2 separate regions of the Hordeum vulgare genome follow, and region 2 is linked to region 1. Evidence: chromatin contacts called from public Hi-C data. All regions are on one chromosome and are shown on one strand. The core of a region is the stretch at or near the end of the contact, and the rest is flanking DNA. Distances in the headings are between cores, read along the strand shown.

The links. A called contact is a pair of places that touch in the nucleus more often than the background predicts.
Region 2: a contact with region 1 is called in a Hi-C map of seedling, with 4 times the contacts expected there. The contact joins the promoter of LOC123408778 here to the promoter of LOC123410304 in region 1. A contact is called at or near these places in 3 of 6 Hi-C or Micro-C datasets (leaf and seedling).

What each region holds. Positions count from the first base shown.
Region 1 is chr7H:154,142,217-154,146,606 of MorexV3_pseudomolecules_assembly, forward strand. It overlaps LOC123410304 (achilleol B synthase-like), which reads right to left and starts at 2,103. Exons shown (of 18, transcript XM_045103225.1): 1 at 1,811-2,103. The coding sequence starts at 2,008.
Region 2 is chr7H:154,357,398-154,362,174 of MorexV3_pseudomolecules_assembly, forward strand. It overlaps LOC123408778 (protein RADIALIS-like 4), which reads right to left and starts at 1,357. Exons shown (of 2, transcript XM_045101822.1): 1 at 790-1,357. The coding sequence starts at 1,082.

The DNA.
Region 1 (4,390 bases), core at 853-3,352:
TTTTCCTTTCGGGAAATAAGTGTGGTTCTTGTAGTATACATGTTGCTACAAGGAAATATTGGATTAAATTGTCGTAAATAGTACTCGAGTAAAAATAAAGTGAACCATCCATCAAAAATGCCAAATGAAGGCTGAATATGAAAAAATTAAATTCATATTTTATGTTTCAATCTTCTCAAAAAAATACAGATATACTTAGAGACATGATTTCCATGTGTGTAAATTTTTAGAACAAAATACGTACAAGTAAGAGCTACACAAAAATATGTGTGGTTTTTTAGCACATGCACTATTCATCCTCAAAGTCCATGATTTTTTTTCTTTGCACAACTCGCATTTCAAGGTATTTCATTTTGAAATATTACACACATACACATCACATCCTCGTATACTTGAACAAATGTTTTTGGAACCAAAAATTTTGAATTTTAAAATTTTCAAAAAAATTGGCCTCCATGAAGCTCGGCTTCCAAAACGCCCTATTCGCATTTCTTTTTTCCTTTTTAAATGTTATATAAATACCTTCATGAATGTGTAATTATTTAAATGATCTTCACAATGTATAGTAAATCTTGTCTTTCAGGAAGATATTTAATCCCTGTGAGTACTATTAGCACTTCCTCCCGGTTTTTGTTTACTATACATGTTAGCTCTGTCAAGTCAAACTTTTTAAATTTGACCAAGTTAATAATAATATGTTGACATCTACAATAACAAATCAATACCATTAGATTCATCGATGAATATATTTATATGCTCATTATTTGAAATTTCATACTATAAACTTGATCAAATGTTATCAAGTTTGACTTATGGCAAAACTAATATATAGAGTAAACAAAAATAGAGGGGGTATCTAAAAAGTTTCTTACTTAAACTTGTACTGCTGATATATTTTTATTACATGTCATTTAGTTTGCTTCGTCATTCTACTTGTATTAGTATTTCCAGATTCATTAACTCTGCCCGAAGTCAAAGGATGCCACTATATATTCTTAAATGAGTAAAATACACTGAAGGTCTTAAAAGTATTTCAAGTGTGTTAAGTAGATCATAAAGTTTGATACCGTTCACCGCTGGTCCTAAATGTGTGTAAATCGTTCACTGCAGGTCTTAAAAGTATTCCAAAGTGTATTAAGTAGGTCTTAAAAGTGAACGATTTTAAACTTTTAGAACCTACTTGACACACTTGAAATATTTTTAGGACCTTTGGTGTATTTTACTCTTCTTAAATCATGTACTGTTGTGACGACTTCTAAACTTTGTCACGGGCCAGCTGACCCTAACGAATTTAGGTAAAGTATACATTAAGTTGTTGTTAATCAAAGAACGATTAGTGCTGAACCCATGTAATATATGAAGGTGATCCCATTGGAAAATTTGGCTGGATTGGCCCATCGTCATACCGGATTTCCGGCGATTCAGAAAACTGAACCACACACCTCATCACGAAAAAGGAAGATGGAAAATTAAAACAGTTAAATTATCTTCCAAGGAAAAAAAAAAGCAGTATTTTCACAACTCACTAGAACCACAGCAGCATGGCCATGGAGTGAACGTGCCCATCTAGGACGTGCAGGCCCATTTAATGCTCAATCGTACTTTTTCCATGCAATTGTGCCTATATTTAGGTTCCTATATATGGATAGTTTATGTCGTTTTCGTCTTGATATGGCTGCAAAATGCATGATGATGCTACTACTACTATGATCTGACTGGTGTCCTGATATTGTACTTTGCACGCGTGCAGATAGCTGGACATATCAGTGCATGCATATGCATGAGCATGACCATCTACTAGTGTGTATACCTGCATGCGCATAAGAAGATCCTGCGACTCCTTCTTCTGGAAACGGCGGTGCGTGAACTCCCGGCGCACCCTCTCCACCTCGGCGCGCTCCTCCGGCGTGCCGTAGTCGGCGTCGAACTCCCACACCGCCCTGCCGAGGAAGTTGTTCACCGACCGCAGCCACGGGCCGCCACCCTCGGACACCTTCAACCTCCACATCTCTCTCTGGACTCTGGACTAGCTGAACTGAGCTGAGCTGAGGTGAGATGAGCTCACAAAGTGCTCGATCACTATCGCCAACCCCAAACACTCTGCGCTTGTGATGGAGAGCCATGCAGCCCCCATGGGGTCCTGTTTATACGGGCCGGCGCGGTTTGGAAAAGTCTATTTTAAACCCTAAACTCATGAAGATCCAACGAAATGAACCCTTAAGTCAAAATCCCGATTCATTGCACCTGAACTATGTCATTCCGGTCTAAATCAAACGTTCGGATCATTTTTCAAATGAGAATTGTTGACGTGGCAAAAGATGATCGGAATTGGGCGGCCCAGTTCACGATAACGCGTGCTACACATTGTTTTGCTTCAGGTTTTTCGTTTGTTATTTTTTTTATTTTTTATTTTTTCTGGTTCTTTTTTCCTTTTCCTTTTATTTTTATTTCTTGTTTCTATTTATTTTTATTTCTTCTTTCTTTTCTTGTTACCGTTTATTATCTCCTGCTCCATCCGTTCCAAAATAAACGTCTTAACTTTATACTAGCTTTAATATAAAACAGTATTAAGTTTAAGATAATTATTTTGAAACGGAGGGAGTATTATATTATACAAAGTTCATTGTGTGTTGTCAAAATGTTTATTACATATTTAGGAAATGCTTTTGAAATTAGTTTAGTTATATATTACATAAATGTTTAATGTGTATTCAAAATTTGTTCAATGTATATTATAAATTGTTTAATACGTGTGTCTAGCAAAAACGTCTGCTCGCCGGCGTTCGTTGATGTGAAGTTGTACTTCAATGTCATAGCTCATGTCGTTGACGCACTAGCGTCCGTGTGATGTACTAGTACGTGCGTGCGTTATGCCATGTACTACTGGCTGTGATGTGCATGATCTAAACTTGGGCATATCCTGGGCCTGACCCGACCCGGGTTTTTCGGGCCAGGCTCGGGCCGGGCCGCCGGGCCGTGCTGTCCATGCCTAGGTGTAGCGTGATCTAGCGGAGCTAGCATTGGCTGGCTGCATGCGTGAGCTAGCTTCGAATGGTCGAGCGTGTGGTCGCTTCGGCTCGCTCCATCTGATCACTGTGTGCCTGATCGTTGTGATGTGCCTTGCGTGTCGCACTATATGAAAATTTTGTCGCACTGCGTGAAATACTTAAAAAAAGTTAATCGTTTCAGAAAAGATTAACGAATTTAAGAAAAAAAGGAAAATAAAAAATAAAAAAAGAGAAGGAAAGTAAAGAAAGAAATTAAATTTTCAATACTTTTTTTCTTATTTACAAGATTGAAATTTTAATTTATTTTGTATATATATTATTTTCTTATTTACATTTTTTATTTTTGATCAAATAAAATTTAAGTGGGCTGGTCCAATAGGGAGTAGGATGTACGTCCTTTGATTTTTTTAACGAAGAAGTTAAAACGAACCGGTCCATCTGACGAATTTCAGTTGATACATCATTAAAGTTTAATTTAAACCGGAGTATAGTTTAGGATACAGTGGAGCGGCATTTTGACTTGAGATTCATTTGGCCAATCAATACAAATTAATGTTTAAATTGGACTTTTCGGGCGGTTTGGTGAAATGAAGCTGCTGCGCCTCCTGCCTGCCACCCAACTTCATTAAGTGATGTGATGGCCCTCAAAACCTTGCACAGCAGCACAAGTCGGCCATTAAGGGGATATTTATTGGGCACGCATTATTTGATGCCGTGGGGCACGCTTGAGTAGTAAACTGACTGCTAGCGTGTCGCGCTCTGTGGCGACCGCTACAGGGCCGGGGTTTGATCACCTCCCGTTGCACTGTGCATTTTGCGGCAGCCCAGTTCTGATAAGGCTGCTCATAGTGGGGGAGTGGGGAGTAACTAAGAGTAGTAACATGATGTTGTTATTAGTCTATGTTACTACCTTCATAATGGGGAGTAACATACATGTGGTGTCATGCAAACAAACATTTATTAGGTTGTAGACACATAGTGCATTGAAATATGTGATGTGATGGTAACTAGCTATGTTACCACTACCATCTCTCTCCACATTAAATACTTGCCACGTCAGATTTTTTGCCCACGTGACGTTGATGTTACTACTTAGTTACTCCCCATTATGACTAGTCTAAGGTCGACACGCACGTACCGCAATCAATGCAATCACGCCTCAAAAAAATGGCAAACAATATCGTAATCAACAACCTGACTCTCCTTAGTTTTTCCATATTGCGGCCTGTACTAATACCACGGAAAGCTACTACGATGCCGGAATCCAGAGATAGCAGTACTACTGTACATCACCCTTGCGGAATACTGGTACCATGACGGGTACTCGTACTAGTCGGTGCATAGGGCGCTCTATGAACTTAATGTGGGTCGCCCGGGTATTA
Region 2 (4,777 bases), core at 107-2,606, 210 kb after region 1:
TTTCCTCACCGTTTCTATAAGACAAACTGGTAAATCCAGAAAAATAACTCTGTGTCAATAACGTACATGGAAGATGGAATATGAGGTGATCGGTTAACCAAGATTGTCTTGGTCATGTTTAAAGTATATGACTGAATAATTGCTGAATAACCGTCAGAGATTACACAAAAAAGAAGATGATAATGCTTTCAGAAACCAATGATTTGCCTTTATGACCGGTTTGACTGAGTTGCAACTGGCAAGTAGTAGTACAATTGATGCTCTAAGCAAGTTAGTCTCATTAAAAGTTTAACCAGATTTAATAATATTGATCAAAAAGGGCTCCTAGAAATACACCGCGAGGAGTTCATGCCTTCCTTAGGGGAAACAAGCTTTAAGGACGATAATGCAACATGATCACAAAAAGAATATAATATTTGTTCAGAAAACGCAAATGCTAGCACGTGCGAGCATGTAACTAGCTTCTCATATGAATACTCCCTCCGTCCTAAAATTCTTTTCTTAAGTTTGTCTAGAAATGGAGATGTATCTAAATACTAAACCATGACTAGATACGTTTATATCTAAACAAATTTAAGACAAGAATTTTGGGACCGAAGGAGTAGTAGAGAAGTCAATGCTATTTCATTTGCATGACCATAGATTCAGTTGGGAGAACATACGTCTTTCCGGAAGGCCTTTCTTAGAAAGCTAGCATGATCAGTAGTAGAGGGTGGCCACTTAATTATGTGATGATGCATGCATGGATGGAACAGTCCATAACTGAGGAGATTCAGAGAGACTACTTACTACCTCGGCTGCTCGCTGCTGCCACCGCGGCTGGAACCGCCCTTGGCGTTGTTGCTGCTGCTGCCGCCGCCGGCGCGGTTTTCCAGCTCCCGGTAGTACCTTACCATCTCTTTCAAGGCCGGCTCTTCCACGTCATTTTGCAGCTTCGCGAAGTGCTTCATCACATCCTCCACCGACTTGCCGTCCCCGACCGCCCGCGCCACGTTCTGCCACCTGTCTGGCGTGTCCTTGTCGTACTTGGCCAGCGCGTCCTCGAATACCTTGTTCTGCTTGAATGTCCACGATGAACTCATGCTTGAGTGGGCTCTGGCTTCTCAACAAGAAAGAAAGCTAAGGTAGATTGGAATGGCTACTGTTACTACTACTATTGCTGCTGCTGCTACGGTTGCTAGATCACCGGCAATGTTTTGCTTGTGTTTGTATGCAACAAGAATGAGGGCAGTGGTGTAGCTTATATAGTGGGAGAAGAGGCTAGTTGGAGAATAATGCTTGGGCATGCTAGCAGTACCAGTAGGCAAATCAGCGACAAGCTTGCATAGGAGCCACAAGAAGAAAGAAAGAAAGAAGGGAGAGGAGAGATTTCGTTTCATATTTTCATGGTACGAAATGAAATGCCGGCGAGAATCTGCATCACCTCCTCGGGTCTGCTGGAGGAGGGGGGAGGCCCCTTTCATCTCTTTTTGTTTCCCTATCTCCAGTGAGACTACTTGGTTCCTTTGCTCATTGTCAGAGGCCTCTAATACTTTAAGCAGGCTAATGACTACTATGATTAGTAATTACCATAGGCTAAATATACCTGAAGCATCTGCTGAACATGCAGAAATGGTAAGGTGATTATTCTTTCGACTGTTGAAGCTTTAAGGGAGGAATACAATACAACTATTATATATTATCACTGTCTATCACTAGAAAAATGTTTTTGAATGATGCCCAAATGGGTTGTCTTGGCTGGACTCTTAAACATTCGAACATTTATACGCGATACAGTATTTAAATAAGTCGGTACACCCCCTTACAAACTATATAAAGGAAATATGAACCTTTCACATCAATTTCCGTATGTACGATAGATCTACTACATATACGCCTTTGGCCGGGCCAAATACACCATTTTGTTGTCTTCTATTAAAGTTCAAAAATTATGCTCCTACTTTCTTGTCTTCTACTATTAAAGTTTAAAAATTATGCTTCTACCAAGGTTTGAACTCCAAACCTATAGCCAACATGCAAGCAGCAACAACCAACAGGACACATTAGTTAATACGAGAAATCCAAGTATGATATGTCTCTTGTATAAAAATCACAGCGGTTTCACTATTTTTGTTTAATTTTGCCTATCAACTCATTTTTCTTTCGTATTTCTTTTTCACCCTATTTCCGTTTTTAAAATTCGTGATTTTTAAATATCTTGAACTTTTCTTAAATTCATTTTCTCCTTTTTGATATTTATTATTCTTTTGAAACTTATTCAATAAATTGAAAAATAGTTTAGAATACCAAAATTACGGTTTAATTTATGCACAATTTTGGAATTTCCAATTATGTATGAAATTTTTAAAAAATTTAACAGATTTTCCAAAGTTGTTAACAACTTCCCAACAATTTAGGGTTTAGAATACCAGAATTACGGTTTAAGTAATAGTTCATCAATTTTTAAAATAACAGATCATCAAATTTATAAAAAAAATATTAACTTTCAATAAAAGTTCGCCTATTTGAGGAATAGTTCACGAATTTCGAAAAATAAACTTCATCAATTTGTGAAAAAAATCACCTATTTTGAAGAAAAATTGACGAACTTGAAAAAATTATCATTTTTAAAAACAAATGGTGTGAGGTTTGAAAAGCTAACGCATTTAGAAAGGAAAAGGAAATCAAAAAAATAAAAAATAAAAAATAAAGAGAAAAAGAAAACAAAACAGAGAATACATTCCTAGAGTTGTTTATTAGGATAAAAAACAATTATAACATGTGAGATGTTGTTGCCTAGTTGGTTACTGCAGTTGTGTTAATATGTAAAGGTGGATGGTTCGAATCATGCTTCTCACATTATTTTTTTGACTATTTAAAAAATAGAGAAGACATGAACATGCCTGCCGAGCAGAGAAGGATGTGTGCGTATAAAAAAACACAGCGTTTACGTGAATATGACCATCATACCCTTCATTATGAAGAGGTATCGATTAATCTGAACCGTCCTTGTGTTTAAGGGGGTGTACCGAAGCAGAAGTGTTTAAATAATGCACACAAATCCTTACTGAGTGGTATTCCCTCTGTCCCAAAATAAATGTCTTAAGCTGTAACAACTTTATACTAGAGCTAGTACAAAGTTGAGACAATTATTTTGAGACGGAGGGAGTATACATTATAACTTCCAGCCCAGCAGAGAAGGATGTGTGCGTATAAAAAAAACACAGCGTATACGTGAATATGACCATCATACCCTTTATTATGAAGAGGTATCGATTAATCTGAACCGTCCTTGTGTTTAAGGGGGGTGTACCGAAGCAGAAGTGTTTAAATAATGCACACAAATCCTTACTGAGTGGTATTCCCTGTGTCCCAAAATAAATGTCTTAAGCTGTAACAACTTTATACTAGAGCTAGTACAAAGTTGAGACAATTATTTTGTGACGGAGGGAGTATACATTATAACTTCCACTTGAAGAATACTTGGCACTACAAAAAGCTGCAGTGCTGGAAATTTCAACATATTCTTTCTTAGAAAGCACAAGTACACTGATTGAGTGTCTGTTGTAGACATTAGGAACAAACGATGTGCACCATCAGTTGTAGACCATTATCATGATTTATTTGTACTATGATTCCAGTATGTTAAAGCATGGCCACTTTTGTAAGACACTGACTGAATACATGCACATCTACAAAGATTTTTTTCTAAGACTATTACCTCCCTCCGTTCCATATTACATGTTGCAGTGCATTGTTTGGTCGACATTCACCCTATCCTCCAAGGCAGATATTTTAAATATCTGTTGTTCGAGCAATTTTAACATGCTCCCTCTTGTGCGATAGCGGGAAGCGTCATATCCTGCTAGGGCCATGCCTTCGTGTTATATAGGCAGGGGCTTATCCCTGGATATGCATACAAGTTGTTGTGATACATCTTAGGAAACAAGAAAGATAAAGACAGACAGGGATATATTACATTCGGTTTGAGATATCCCTAACAAATCTCTAGCTAATCTCTTGTGGACTCCCGGTGGAAGTGGTGCGACGTGACAACCAAGGTTTGGCCCATAATATGATGTTCAACACCTTCCCTGAATCACAACTTGGACAAGTTGATATTTCGTTTGAACTCATCAAAACTGCATGTGGGTAACACCTTTGTGAAGTCATCTGCAAGCTAATCTTTAGAGTGAACAAAATGAATTTCAAGTTGCTTGTTAGTAACACGTTCTCTCACGAAGTGAAAATCAATTTCAATGTGTTTTGTTCTAGGATGAAAAACTAGATTAGCAGAAAGATATGTGGCACCAAGATTGTCACACTACAAACATGGTACCGGAGTTTGTCTTACACCAAGTTCTTTGAGGATAGACTGAACCCATAGATTTCTACAGTTGCATTTGCTAATGCTTTGTATTCTGCCTCGATACTGGATCTAGACACTGTAGCGTGTTTCTTTGCACACCAAGAAATAAGGTTAGGTCCAAAGAATATAGCAAAACCACCTGTGGATCGTCTGTTATCTAGACAACCCGCCTAATCAGAGTCAGAGAAAGCACTAACTAGAGTGGACGGAGACTTGCTAAAAGTGAGACCGGTATTCAGAGTATTTTTTTAGATATCTGACTATACGTTTAGCTGCAGTCCAATGAACTTTGGTAGGAGAATGAAGAAACTGACATACTTTGTTGACAGCAAAAGATATATTAGGCCGTGTAAGAGTCAGATACTAAAGTGCATCTACTAGACTTCTGTAGTTTGTGCTATCCTCTTGATTCAAGGGTTCTCCTTCTAT